2 separate regions of the Mus musculus genome follow, and region 1 is linked to region 2. Evidence: chromatin contacts called from public Hi-C data. All regions are on one chromosome and are shown on one strand. Each heading gives the region's core, a stretch centred on a gene start, on an enhancer-like site or on the middle of the called end of the contact. The rest is flanking DNA. Distances are from core to core; before and after follow the strand shown.

Region 1 (7,310 bases), core at 2,439-4,938, 110 kb before region 2:
GCTCCATTTCCAAGGGAATTTGGTGCCCTCTTCTGGCCTCTGATAGCATTACATACGCAACCATGTACATAAAAATATTTGAAATGTTAAATGATCTTTCTCTTTTCAGTTTTAAGTATTGCTGATACGTTATATAAATGACCAAATATTAATATTTTGTTCTGGGTTTTTGTTCTGCTTATGAGAGAGGTTAGTTTATCTGAACATCCTTGCTGGTGTTACTTATCAAGGTTTTTGCTAGCCTTGTGATGGGAAGTGTTTCTCTTCCTCTATTCTTTTTTTTTTTTTTTTTAAAGATTTATTTATTTATTATATGTAAGTACACCGTAGCTGTCTTCGGACGCTCCAGAAGAGGGCGTCAGATCTTGTTACAGATGGTTGTGAGCCACCATGTGGTTGCTGGGATTTGAACTCCGGACCTTCGGAAGAGCAGCTGGCTCGGGTGCTCTTACCCACCGAGCCATCTCACCAGCCCCTCTTCCTCTATTCTTTTGCACTTCTTTTATTAGGCATAATTTTAGCTTAAGTATCTGGCACTAATCAAGGCATAGATGAGATATTTAATCTAAGACCTGAATGATAGGAGTTGCCATGTAAGGTTTTGCATAAGGACAGTAGTCCAAACAGCAAAAAACAGAGAAACGACTCCATAGGTGCTGCGTGGAAACTGATAAACATATTTCTGACCCTCCCGCTAGGTTTGTGAGTATTTTATGATACACTTAAACTATAAACATCATGTATGTTTTAGTACAGCAAACAGGAAGTAAGCCCTAACTTTAATCCATTCACCATTCATGAGAAACAAAACTTAGTGATATTGTAGATGCTGGATTTCAATCTTTATTTGGAAAATGAGAAAGCCAAAGAAGACAAATTTTGAAGTGGAGACTACAATTCTCATAGGAAATATTTGCGGGGGAGGGGGCGCTGGAGAGATGGCTCAGTGGTTAAGAGCCCTGACTGCTCTTCCAAAAGGTCCTGAGTTCAAATCCCAGCAACCACATGGTGGCTCACAACCATCTGTCATGAGATCTGAAGCCCCCTTCTGGTCTGAAGACAGCTACAGTGTACTTAGATATAATAATAAATAAATCTTAAAAAAATCTTTTGGGAAACATTATACATATTTAAGCCACCAGCTTTGGAGACAAACTATAATTTCTATCAATGTAACAGACTTGTGACGTGGAAGATGTGTGTCGCAGGGCCGAGTGCAGGAAAACAGTGCACGATGTTGCCAGTGTTGCACTTGTTCTTCAGGACTCTGCAGAAACAGTCACCTCTGGCAGCCTTCCGTATGGTGCAGGAAGCACTAACTTTAGATATCTAAAGTTATATAGCACTCTTACTCTGAAATATCAATTTAAATAACAGCTATATTTTATTCGATGTATTCTATGTTTTGGGCAGGTGAAGGAAACTTGACACCCATATAGATAAAAATAAAAATAAAAATAAATAAATCTACAAAGATACACACACGCACACACACACACACACACGTTGACAGCTCTGCTCAGAGTAGACATATCTGGTTATGTCCTATCTACAGTTATCCTTACACTTGGGAGTTGGCAGTTAACTACCATGAAGGAGCTCTGGAGATTTGAGTCTAGCACTTTGGAGGCAAATTAGAAAGGAGAATCCTATTTACACTTGGCACTCCAAATTAAAGCTATTGGCTAAGAATTGAATAACCCTTTTCGGGTTGACTCAGTTGAGGTATTTACTGTTTAAAGATTATGCTTTTCTTCTTCTGTCTCTCTGCTGTCTCCCTTGGCGCTGTCACACCTCGTGAACATAAAACACAAGGTGCAAGCACACACACACGAACTCGGTGGAGCTACATAGAGGGAGAGGGGATGAGCAAGGGAAGCGCCCCCTCTTCCCATTCATGGACTTGTTCCCTGGTTTCTTTGCTGTTTGTTCTTTTCTTTTTCTTTTTGAGAAGGGCCTGGCTCTATAGCCCATCCTGGCTTGGAACTCCAAATCCTCAAGGCTCAGCCGCTGGGAGTACAGGCCTATACAACCATGTCGGCTCCTGCTCTTTTTAACGACCCCACTATACCTATCTAAGGGCAAATGCAGTCGAATTCTCTAGTCCCCCTTAGGACGCCTTCATTTTTAGACTGTTGTGATACACATATGTTTGAGGAGCTAGGCTGCATTCCATTAATTCCCACTCCCACCCTCCACCCTACCCCCAACCCCCCACCCCCGCCTCCTGAAACAGAATCTCACTTTGTGGCCCAGGTTGGCCTTGTACTACGTATAAGCCACCGTGCCTGGCTTTTCCATTTTCTTTTAGCGCTGCTCTTTAGGAACTGCTATTACTTACACTTCAGGGTACTGAAAGCCAACTCATAGGACAAGCGCTGGAAAGATTCATCCTCGGAGCGGGAGGAGGAGGGCTGCAGGGGTTCACTTCCGTAATTTATTATGACTTTGTCTGGCGACCTTTGGATCCGAATACCCTGAAAAATGTTCGCTGCCGTAACGTACACGGAGTCTGGGTAGCTGGGTTTTTCTAGGACGACGGTTGAAGAGTTTGTATTGGCGACTACATCCCCCGACATCTCCAGGGAAGCGAGTTGGGAGATCTCCTCCATGTTTTCTTGGTCAAAAAGGTCCCTTTCACTCGTTGGGTCCAGCATGTTTGCCCCTGATGTCAATAACTCAAGCTTCAAGTTCAAATCATGTGGTCCAGGGAGATCTCTATCCTTGTAGTCTTAAGCATCGTCTCTGAGAAAAGAGAAGGTTATCTTAGTAAATCTCTGTATCTACAGCACCTATCTTAATTCTCTCTCTCTCTCTCTCTCTCTCTCTCTCTCTCTCTCTCTCTCTCTCTCTCTCTCTCTCTCTCTCTCTCTCTCTCTTTTCGAGACAGGGTTTCTCTTTGTAGCCCTGGCTGTCCTGGAACTCACTCTGTAGCCCAGGCTGGCCTTGAACTCAGAAATCTGCCTGCCTCTGCCTCCTAAGTGCTTGGATTAAAGGCATGCGCCACCACCGCCTGGCTTGATGTCCCCTTTTTTTGTGACCTTAGAGACATGACATGTACTAGCCCATCGGAACATCCCATACTTCCAACTGCAATGAAAACTTGCACAGGGGGTGGGGGGAGGGGGGGAGACAGCTGGAGAACCTCACCACCACAACCACCAGCATCACCACCACCAGCACCCTTTGTCACAGCCCATTAAGGACAGACCCACTAGGTCCCCCTAAGCATCCCGGCATCCCAGGGAGTAAAGGTCCTATCACCTTCTCCGCGAATCCGCCCTTCTCTGGGGTTGGGATGTTTTCCGGGGCTCTGGGGCTGAAGACGCGGCAGCCTCTGCACTTGGGGCGATGGAGGAGGTAACAGGCCCTCGGGAGCCCCGGGAAGCCGCGGCCCGCGGAGGCCGTTTGGTTTAAGTGCAGCCACACCACCCACCGGGTTCGGCCGGGGGAAAGCGCTCGGCGCCCGCGCCAGCTACGTCCAGGGTCCCTGAGGGAGACGCTGCCTCCTCGGGGCTCGCCCTCGCGCTCCGGGGACACTGCTCAGGCCGAGCTCTCGGCTCTCTCCGGGTCCCTGAAAGAAAGCGGAGCTCTGGGTCCCTAAGGGGACACTTCTCGTGACCGTCCCGGAGCTCGTGAGGCAGCCCTAGTGGGTAAGGCAGCAAGGAGCAAGGAGCTGGGTCCACACTGAACCCTGGATGCGGAAATCGGGTCCCTCAGGGTGCCCGGATCTCCATGGCAACGGGAGGGGGCGGGGGAAGGGCTCTGCGCCAGGCTTTCCCAGTGGGAACTGGTAGGGGTGACTCTTCACCAGTTTCTTGTACTCCTGTGGGCAGTTGGCAGCCGTTCAGCCCCACTTGGAAGCTCAGGCCAGGGTTCCTGAGCATTCTGGCTTGGTCTCCTTCTTTAAACACTTAGAGATTGAAGTAGGTGAAGTAGTTCCGGCGGTTTAACTCTCAGGCACCTGAAGCCCGTTAAAATGGAGATGGCTGGACCCATCATCAGGGATTCTGAGTCTAGGCATGAGACTCAAAAATTCGCTTTTCTTTTCTTTTCTTTTCTTTTCTTTTCTTTTCTTTTCTTTTCTTTTCTTTTCTTTTCTTTTCTTTTCCTTTCTTTTCTTTTCCTTTCTTTTCTCTTCTTTTCTTTTCCTCTTCTCTTCTCTCTCTCTCTCTCTCTCTCTCTCTCTCTCTCTCTCTCTCTCTCTCTCTCTTTAAATTTTGTAATCCCTGTATCCCTGTGCAATTAGCCCAAAGGCCATGGTATGGAGGACTCATGCATCTGCTAGCAGTATCTTACCAACTCAGTAAATCTTTGAGAAAGGCAAGGTTTCTGGTAGGTGGCCCCTGTTGCTCATCCCGAGTCCACTTGTAGGCAGAAGGGGGAGGAAGACAACATGCCCATGCCTTCCAAGGACAGGGCTGGAAAGATGCACACATCATTTTGCTTGGTTTCCACTCCAGAATTAGTCACAGAACATGCTTAATAACAAAGGCTGGGGAATGCATCCAACTAAAACTCAAGGGAATTCCTGTAAGCTGGGTGTGGGGGGGGGGGGATTCATAATGACAGAAAGGCGTTGTCCTGTTATATGCATACCTCTTCCCCCTGATTTGAGCAAGTGTTTATTAAATCTTACTTTCTGTTTGCCATTGTGTTCAGAACTGAAAGCAGAAACCAAACAGGACCAGGGACCTGCCATCACAACTGTGACAGTTGGGGAACTCAGATCTTGGCAGCCTTCATTTTTTCATTATTGATATCTGTGTACATACCTATATCTGTGTACATACCTATATTGATTGACCTTCTCTATTCTTTCCAGATATAAAACACACACTCTAAAATAGTTCTGCTAGACCTTTTTTTTCCTCCATTTTTAATTAGGTATTTACTTCATTTACATTTCAAATGCTATCCTGAAAGTCCCCTATACCCTACTCCCAACCCCCACCGCCACGGCCCCCACCCCCACCCCGCTCCCCTACTCACTCACTCCCACTTCTTGGCCCTGGTGTTTCCCCTGTACTGGGGATATAAAGTTTGCAATACCAAGGGGCCTCTCTTCCCAATGATGGCCAACTAGGCCATCTTCTGCTACATATGCAGCTAGAGACACGAGCTCTGGGAGTACTGATTAGTTCATATTGTTGTTTCACCTATAGGGTTGCAGATCCCTTTAGCTCCTTGGGTACTTTCTCTAGCTCCTCCATTGAAGGCCCTGTGTTCCATCCAATAGCTGACTGTGAGCATCCACTTCTATGTTTGCCAGGGATTGGCTTAGCCTCACAAGAGACAGCTATATCAGGGTCCCTTCAGCAAAATCTTGCTGGCATATGCAATAGTGTCTGTGTTTGGTGGCTGATTATGGGATGGACCCCCAGGTGGGGCAGTGTCTGGATGGTCCATCCTTTCGTCTCAGCTCCAAACTTTGACTCTGTAACTCCTTCCATGGGTGTTTTGTTCCCAATTCTAAGAAGGGGCAAATTGTCCACACTTTGCTCTTCTTTCTTCTTGAGTTTCATGTGTTTTGCAAGTTGTATCTTGGGTATTCTAAGTTTCTGGGCTAAAATCCACTTATCAGTGAGTGCATATCATGTGAGTTCTTTTGTGATTGGGTTACCTCACGCAGGATGATACCCTCCAGATCCATCCATTTGCCTAGGAATTTCATAAATTCATTGTTTTTAATAGCTGAGTAGTACTCCATTGTGTAAATGTACCACATTTTCTGTATCCATTCCTCTGATGAGGGACAACTGGGTTCTCTCCAGCTTCTGGCTATTATAAATAAAGCTGCTATAAACATAGTGGAGCATGTGTTCTTATTACCAGTTAGAACATCTTCTGGATATATTCCCAGGAGAGATATTGCTGGATCCTCCGGTAGTACTATGCCCAATTTTCTGAGGAACCGCCAGACTGATTTCCAGAGTGGTTGTACCAGCTTGCAATTCCACCAGCAATGGAGGAGTGTTCCTCTTTCTCCACATCCTCGACAGCATCTGCTGTCACCTGAATTTTTGATCTTAGCCATTCTGACTTGTGTAAGGTGGAATCTCAGGGTTGTTTTGAGTTCTGCTAGATCTTTATCTTCATTTTATCACACACCTCTCTTTTTCTAAGATGCTGAGCAAGAATGCTACGGTCACAGAGATAACAAATATGGAAGGCCGCTTGGAGGTCAGGATATGTTTTACTGTGTATCTACTACACAGTGTACAGTCTAATCTGCAGGGGATGTGAGATGCTAGATAGCTATAAAGTTTTAAGTATTGTCTTTCGGACTATTGTTTGAGGAACTTCTTTTTATACACTTGTTCAATATGTGGCTCTTGGCTGTACTGAAAATGATATTGACTAAGAAAAGCCATACTCCTTAAGCAGAACTTAGGCAGGCAGCTGTGTTAGTAAAGTCATGGTTACTAGTTATTTTAATCATGTGTGTAAGGGATTTTAAGCTTGCTTCCTTAGCTCTTCTGGCTTACGGCCTCATTGTGATCTTGCTGTACTGGAAGTGAAGGCTACAGAAAAAACATATTAAATTTCAGTGTACAGCACAAACAGGTAACCATAGCAATAAGTCTATGCATTCAGTTGTGGTGAAAGTTGTATAATAAAAACAGGTAGTCTTTGTCTAAATTACACTCTGTAACATGATCAGAACATTAAGATGGAGATGATACAGAATTCAGAATTAGACAGCTAGGGCTTTCTGCCTGTTAAAGGAACCTAAAGAATGGTTTCCCTCAGGAGGTAGAATATTTGAAATATTGACTGAGAGTACTAGGGGGCTAGAGAGATGGCTCAGAGGTTAAGAGCACTGACTGCTCTTCCAGAGGTCCTGAGTTCAAATCCCAGCAACCACACGGTGGCTCACAACTCTCTGTTATGAGATCAGATGCTGTCTTCAGGTGTGTCTGAAGACAGTTACATGTAATACAGTACTTACATGTAATAAGTAAACTCTAAAAAGATATAAGTAGACTGAGAGTTCTAGTGTAAATTATCCATGTAATATTTGGTTATTTAAATTTAATGTGGACATAGAAAACTATGTCCAGGAGCTGGAGAGATGGCTTAGTGGTTAAGAGCACTGGCTGCTCTTCCAGAAGACCCAGGTTCAATTCCCAGCACCTACATGGCAGCTCTCAATTGTCTGTAACTCCAGTTCCAGGGGATCTGACTCCCTCATACAGATATACATACAAGCAAAACACACATGCACACAGAATAAAGTTTAAAAATATTTAAAAAGAAGCCGGGCGTGGTGGCACACGCCTTTAATCCCAGCACTCGGGAGGCAGAGG
Region 2 (6,947 bases), core at 4,411-6,910:
TCTCACATATGATCCTAAGCCTGAGTTGAGCTGAGCTTCTTCAGATACACTCCTCTGAACATTTGGGATCCTAATATTTAGATGTATATCCACACTGCCTACTTAAGTGCTAGGCATGGGCTTCGTTCTCCACCCCTCTAAGGCTCTTGCTATGCACCTGGCCTTGAACTTGCAATGCAGCCCAAGCTAGCCTTGAACTTGAGGCAATTCTCTTGCCTCAGCTTCCTAAGAATTAGGATTGCAAATATGTGCTACCACACCTTGCTCAGACACTGTTCTTGGGCCCATTTAGATATAGCCAGGATGATGGCCATACAGATTCATATGACACAGTACTATCCAAAAATGGCATCCTCTGAGAGATCATGGAATGTCATGATTAGGATCAGAAAGCCAGGCTGCCTGTCTCTGCCACATACTAGCAGTGGGTCCTTAGCTGTGGGTCCTACCTGCTCTGCCGGATGGTCTTTTCATCAATAACAGGAACAGGACGGCGATCTCCATCTCATGCTGTTGCCATAAGGTTTACACAGTTAATATATGTGGAACACATGATATTGTCTGGCAAAACACTCTAATAAGCTGTTAATAAATATTAGCAAATTTCATGTTGGCAGCCTTTTCTGATAAGTTTTGCCAATTGATTGGGTTCTTTGTGTGAGGCTGTTTTCCATTATAAAATAAACAGAAATCTAGAGATCTGGTGTGGGGGATAAATCTTAAAGAGATATAAAGGAATTAAGAGCATTTGCTGCCTTAACAAAACCAGTTCTTGGCCCTGAGTGGGCCTTTAAGGGCCTATGATTTACATTAGTGCTGCCTCCCTCTCAGCGGGGCAGTCTTTGGCACAGCTATTTGTGCAAGAGGGACGAAGGTCAAGGGACTCCTGTATTGAAGGCCTTTCACAAAATGAAGGATTTGGCTTCTGAGATTAATGTTCGGAGGGAACCCCTGCTATACTTAATTCTCTTTTCTGTGAACTCAGTACATTTTTAAAATTCAGTTGGAGGCCCTCCTACAGTGTGGCATGGTAACTGCCAAGCCAGACTCCGACTAATAGATTTCTGAATGGCCCTCCTCACCCATGCGCGGTCACCACGGTCTGGGTTTGGCAACCGGGTTTAATCCTTTGGATTAGAGTGCTTGCGGGGATAACATGTCTTGCATTTGCACATATTAGATCCAGTGGGGATTTAATATTAAAGTTGGAAATGAAAAGTGTTTTGTTTTGTTTTTTTTAAGTCCTCTATGAGCATGGTCCTCAGATAAGAAAACCCAGGAGGCTGAAAAAATGATCATGAGGAGAGGCCTCTCAGACTCTGGTCGCGTGTTGTGAATTAACATCGGATTCAGTTTTTGGAGGACTTCTAATGAAGGAAGTCTCACCAGTGTCCATAGAGTTTGGGACCCAAGTGGGTGGCTTTATCTCATCTCCCAATACTTGTTCTGGTTCAGATAAAATTCGAAGAAATAAAGGAGAGAAGAAAATAAAATTACTGATATGACATTGTCAGCTCAGACAAGAAATAAATAACAGGTGCCCCTGACCCACCCCAACCAATAAACTCAGCCATTTATCATAACCTGACCGTGATCCTAGCAAAACATTGTTCTGTAGAGAAACAGCAGCACTGATGCCCTGTTCCAGACACAGCTCTTTGCATACCGTCCATTTAGACCTCCCATGGGCCGTTTAAGAGAATAACTGCTATGTATCAAAAATGTAGTGTGACTGAGGCAGCTGTCTCTGTGGTGGAGGCCTTGCCTAGCAGATAGGAAGCCCTGGGTTTCACTCCTCAGTAGTGAGGGGGAAATGATTACTGGGAAGAAAAAAGAAAAAAAAAAAAAAAAGAAACCTCTGTCTTTCTGTGTCTGTGAGTGTGCATGCATTGCTATTCTATCCTTATAATGAGCAGACAGGAACTGCCGTCGGCAGAAAGGTGAGGTTGGAGAAGTAGATATTTTAATACACCAGAGAGGGGACTCACTACGTCACGTTGGCTGTTCTGGAGCTTGCTGTGTAGGTAGACCGGGTCAGTCTTGAACGACAAAGCCTTCTCCTGCCTCAGCCTCCAGAGTGCTGGGATTAAAGGCATTGGCCACCACACCTGGCCAAAGGCCATCTTTTTTAGCTTCTTTAATCTGTTTCTTTACTGGGTGCAGGAAAAGCGGCCATAGCTTCAGTAGCCATGGAATAGTGAGAAGCCATTAAAACTCTACCTCTCTCACCTATCAGAAACTTGGAGAAATTCCTGGCAACTCAGTTTTTGAATCTGAGCTCTGGCGTAAAGCAAATGATTTGTGCCTTATCTATCTAGTTCCATACAGTTGTGGTCAGCATAATTGATAATTATTGTTTCTTTGGAAATGTCGCATGCGAGTAATTCTTACTGTGTTGTGGTTCTTTATAAAGGTCTGAGGCTTGCCTCTTTTAATGAGAACGTCTTGGCACAGCACTGAACTAAGATTTAAATATAGGAAAGACAATTCTTTGAGAGCCTGGGGTAGGTGTTTTCCAGGTACCAATGCACAGGAAATGGTATTTCCCGTGTATTTTCTAAGTGCCAGGAACCGGGCTGAGAGTTCACCTTGCATTTAACCCCTAAAAATCCAGAGGAGTAGATGTTATTTCACAAATGCGGGAGCTGAAGCTCAGAACAGCCAAGCAGCTTGTGTGGCATCATTCATCTCAGAGGTTAAACTGAAACCAGGTCTCTCCGTGAATGTGTACAATGTGTGTATGACTGAGCATGTATGTGTGTGTGTGTGCGTGTGTGCTCAAGCATGTGTGGAGGTCAGAGACAACCCCGGAGGTTGGACCTTGCCTTCCAACTCAGGTGAGACAGACTCTCTTTGTTGTTTGCCACTGTGTGTGGCAGGCCAGCTGACCCATTTGCTTTCCAGGGAGTCTTCTGTTCCTACCTCCCGTGTCACCACAGAAGCACATGGGTTTCAGTGTGTTCTAACTCAGGTTCCCACACGGGTGCAACAAGTGTTAGCCACTGAGCCATCTCCCCAGCCCAAGATTCAAACCTTCCTGTTCTTTGTACTGATTCTGGAACACTACCTCAGAGGCAGGATGGGACAGAGGCAGAAAGTCCAAGTCATGGGGCTCAAGGGCTAATGTGACTCGGAGTAGGATGTTGTGGGCATGAGGGCCATCCACAAAACAGAAATAACTAAAGCTTGTTTTATTTTTCCATAGTCTGCATTGTGTTGTTTTGGTTTTGAGACAGTTTTCCTTGTATAGCTTTGGCTGTCTTAGAACTTGCTCTTGTAGACCAGGCTGGCTTCAAGCTCACCAAGATCTGCCTGCCTCTGCCTCCCGAGTCCTGGGGTTACAGTACCTAAGCCATCACCAGGCTCATCCATCACCTGCCATTTAAAAAGTTTATTTAGCCAGGTGTGGTTGCACTGGAGCAGGAAGGTAGCTTAAGCACTTATGTTCAAGAGCAGCCTGGGTGCCATTGGTGCAATGCAGTCTCTAAAAAAAAATCTGAGTTATCTTTGCCATACTTATAGGGAGAGGAGTAGAAAGTAGGGAAAATAATCACATGTTTTACTTGACCAGCCTGGGCTATATGGAATCTTGTCTTAATCCCCCTTTCACCCCTTTTACACTTCCTAAAAACCAACTCACAAAAGAATCATACTCACTTGGAAGCTGGGTGTATCAGTGCGTGCGTGCGTGCGTGCGTGCGTGCGTGCGTGCGTGCGTGCGTGCGTGTGTGTGTGTGTGTGTGTGTGTGTGTGTGCAATCCCATCACTGGGAACTGAAGCAGGAGGATAGCAAGTTCACACAACAGCCTGGGATGCGGTGCTACAGTGTTATGCAAACGAGCCACAATAGCACAGCAGTTTACTGTATCAATGAGCAGACAGGAAAAGTGCAGGCAGCAGTTGAGCACTTGAGGCAAAGGAGCAGACTCGGAAGCACACAGGAAGACTTGCTTCCTGGAGCCTGTGCCTTTCTCAGGGGCTCAGTTCCCAGGTGCAGCTAGCACTACATCACAGGGCTTCTACACATTTGCATTCATTCGAGGCCAAGGCTCAACAACTGAGCTGCACCTCTTTCATCTTCCCTCCCTTCCTCTCCTTCCCTCCCTTTCTTCGCTGTTGACTTTGTTGCTGACTTTAACAGACCCCGTTGCTCTAATCTCTGTGGTCCTCTCATCTCAAGGCTGGGCCCAGAGCTTCCTATGGAAAAACCTATCTTGAAGCACAGAGCTGTGCCTCCTGTAGCTCAGAAAGTCTCTTGGAAACTGGTTTCGAAGCCTTTTTTACAGCTGCGGAGTCTTGGTGGCTAACTAACTGTATCAACCCCTAGAACAGTTCGGAACTGGGAGTTTTCTACAGTCTGCGATTCTCAGTACATGTGTGCACCTATCGACAAAGTCTTGATTCTGAATTCAGAACATGGTTAAACTGGCCTGGCTTGACTTTTGCTGCCTAAAAGATAAAAGATCGAAGATCAAAAGGATGGAGAACTTCAGAATTCCTGGCTGGCTTCAGGAATTACTTTTACTAATGGTGGTAAGATCTGACTTTTCGATTAGACTGGAAAGGTCGGCACTCGGGAAAGTTGGCCTGCTTACCTAACCTCTGTACGGACAGTGTCTTCACCTCCAGACCTGAGGCAGACCTGAGGATCAGATTAAGGAAATGGGTGAAAGGGTTCCTGAGTAAGAAAGACCTCAATATAAAGAGATTAGGATTTCTTCATTTATATGTCAAGTTAAAAGGAACATAAATACCCCCTCTACCCTCCACTATTACTATGGATGATATCTATGAGTTTTCAAAGCCTCCACCACACCCCACACGCCCCACATTCACAGATCTTCAAACTGCATGGTTCACTGTTATCTAGCACTGACTTTTTGTTTTTGTTTTGTTTTGTTTTGTTTTTGTTTTTGTTTTTTTTTTTTTTTTGAGACAGGGTTTCTCTGTGTAGCCCTGGCTGTCCCGGAACTCACTCTGTAGACCAGGCTGGCCTCGAAATCAGAAATCTGCCTGCCTCTGCCTCCCAAGTGCTGGGATTGGGATTAAAGGCGTGCTCACCACCGCCCCGCTAGCACTGACTTTTAACCTATGGAGTAACTTGCAGGGTGGCAGGTCAGGTCTAGTGCCTAAATCTGAGTCAGAATTACGCGCGTGACACAGACGTTGGATTTGCACTTCATGGAAGGCAGGGCCAACTTCTCTCCACTTCCCTTGAAACTTGTACACGAGTCGAAAATCAGTTGCACACCCCTTCACAAAGACTTCGTCTTTCCTTCTCCTTGAAACTGTCCACAGTGAAAGCAAAACTCCCATCCTTAGAATCTTCCAGAAACTCAGAGCTGGAGGGTAATTAACTTGCTCACAGATAGTGAGGGCAGAGTTGGGTCTGGAGCCTCCTTCTAACATCCATTGCACGTTTTTCTACGGGGGGGGGGCGGATTATACATAATAATAGTATCACTAACAACAGTGGCTAACGCTATATGCCGATATTCTATCAGCTTCCATTTAACTAGATGGGGGGGGTAGTTTTGGGTCCTTCTTTTAATTAAAGTAGCCTACTGTGAAACAGTATTTTTTTTTTCAGTTGCATGACATTGCAACCCGAAATCACAACTTTAGGTTCCTTGTGGTGCCCGCTTCCTCTTCTAGTTTGTTTAGTCACAGAATTCGATTCCTGTTGGCTGTTTCCGCGCTGCAAACAGGCTTAGCGCTCCATTGAAATGCGGGAGGCTCCTTAATTCTTGTATAAACAGGTAACCCGAGGGGTGGGGCGGGGGCCGCGGCCCTAGGGTGGGTTTCCTGGGAGTGGGGATGGGGGTCAGACTTAGTTCCCCTGTGATCAGAGGCAAGGTTAAAGGAGGGCTTGGCTGAGGTTTCTCCTTGCACTGTTTTTGTTCCCTTTCTAGAAACCAGCTGTAACACTAGGTCAGAGCGCATTCAGAATGAGCCACTTTGAACGAGCAGCGGCGCCCAGGCCCCAGGCCCTGCTGTGAAGGCTCCGGCAAAGGTCAGAGCTCCGGCCCCCCGTGACGTGCCTGCCTGTGCTCTCCGAGCTATGCTCAGCCTCAGGTAAGAACAGCCCAGGAGGTCCTGGCTTCCTGCAGGCCCGCGGCGGGGCTCGTCTGCCGCCCTACCTGCTCCAGCGCCTTCCTGCCCCGCAAGGCCGGGGGCGGTGGCACTGCTCACCCCGGGAGTCAGGCGCAGGGTCCTTAGTCCTTGGTGCAGGCTCAGGGTGGCTTACTCTAAACAGCCATAGGCGGCCGGAAGCCACTCTTCTAGATGTCCCCAGGTGGGGCAGGTGCCACTTCTGGGGTCCCTTCTGAATGTCTGAAATGGATGTGACTTTTTGAGCGGCCAAAGTTCGTAAATCCTCCGCATCGGGGCCAGTCCGATATGATTTTTTTTTTTTTTTAAACCTTCAGCTAAGGTATCCGCGCTTCTAAAACAACAGGAATGTTGCACTGGCCTTCGGCCAGCGGAGGCTCAGCGAGCAGGATAAAATTTCAGTGCAGATTTACGGGAAGTTGCCGGTGTTGGGAGTAAAAATCTGGTTTGGTGAGTTTAAGGGAAGGGAGTATACGAGACAACCTTGCTACTGTGAGGCGAATGGCCTCGTCTGGGGGAGGGCAGGAGGCGGAGGGAGGGAACCGGGAAGAGCAGGGATTGCAGAGGCACCGATTGCAGCCGGACTCCGCCGCGCTCCGCGGGATCCGACCCTGTGCCGCTCCGCCCGGGCCACAGCCGCACCGCAGCCGGCTCGTACGACCCAGCCCAGCCGGCCGCCGAGCGCCCGGACCCGGAGAAGCCAGGCTCTGGGCCGGGAAGACGTTTCTTACCGCAGGTCACTCAGGCTAAGAAATTGTGACAAACTGGAATTCCCAGAACCCGGGAAGAGTTAAAGCCTAGAGCGATCTGATCTGTTGCTTTAAGCCGCACGGTGG

The links. Hi-C and Micro-C count contacts between places; a contact is called where the count stands out from the background.
Region 1: a Hi-C map of nephron progenitors shows a contact between it and region 2, with 2.7 times the contacts expected there. The contact joins the promoter of Nsun7 here to the promoter of Rbm47 in region 2. A contact is called at or near these places in 1 of 39 promoter capture datasets (liver), 1 of 484 Hi-C or Micro-C datasets (nephron progenitors), 1 of 115 datasets of contacts at active chromatin or transcription factors (effector CD8 T cells) and 1 of 9 other capture datasets (adipose tissue).

The regions. Positions count from the first base shown.
Region 1 is chr5:66,256,276-66,263,585 of GRCm38.p6, reverse strand. Nsun7 (NOL1/NOP2/Sun domain family, member 7) reads right to left here and starts at 3,688. Exons shown (of 13, transcript NM_001302833.1): 1 at 3,265-3,688; 2 at 2,342-2,745. The coding sequence starts at 2,657.
Region 2 is chr5:66,150,667-66,157,613 of GRCm38.p6, reverse strand. It overlaps Rbm47 (RNA binding motif protein 47), which reads left to right and starts at 5,660. Exons shown (of 8, transcript NM_001127382.2): 1 at 5,660-5,759; 2 at 5,913-6,075. It overlaps Gm26725 (a long non-coding RNA gene), which reads right to left and starts at 6,610. Exons shown (of 5, transcript XR_001785070.2): 1 at 6,141-6,610; 2 at 4,596-4,642; 3 at 450-510.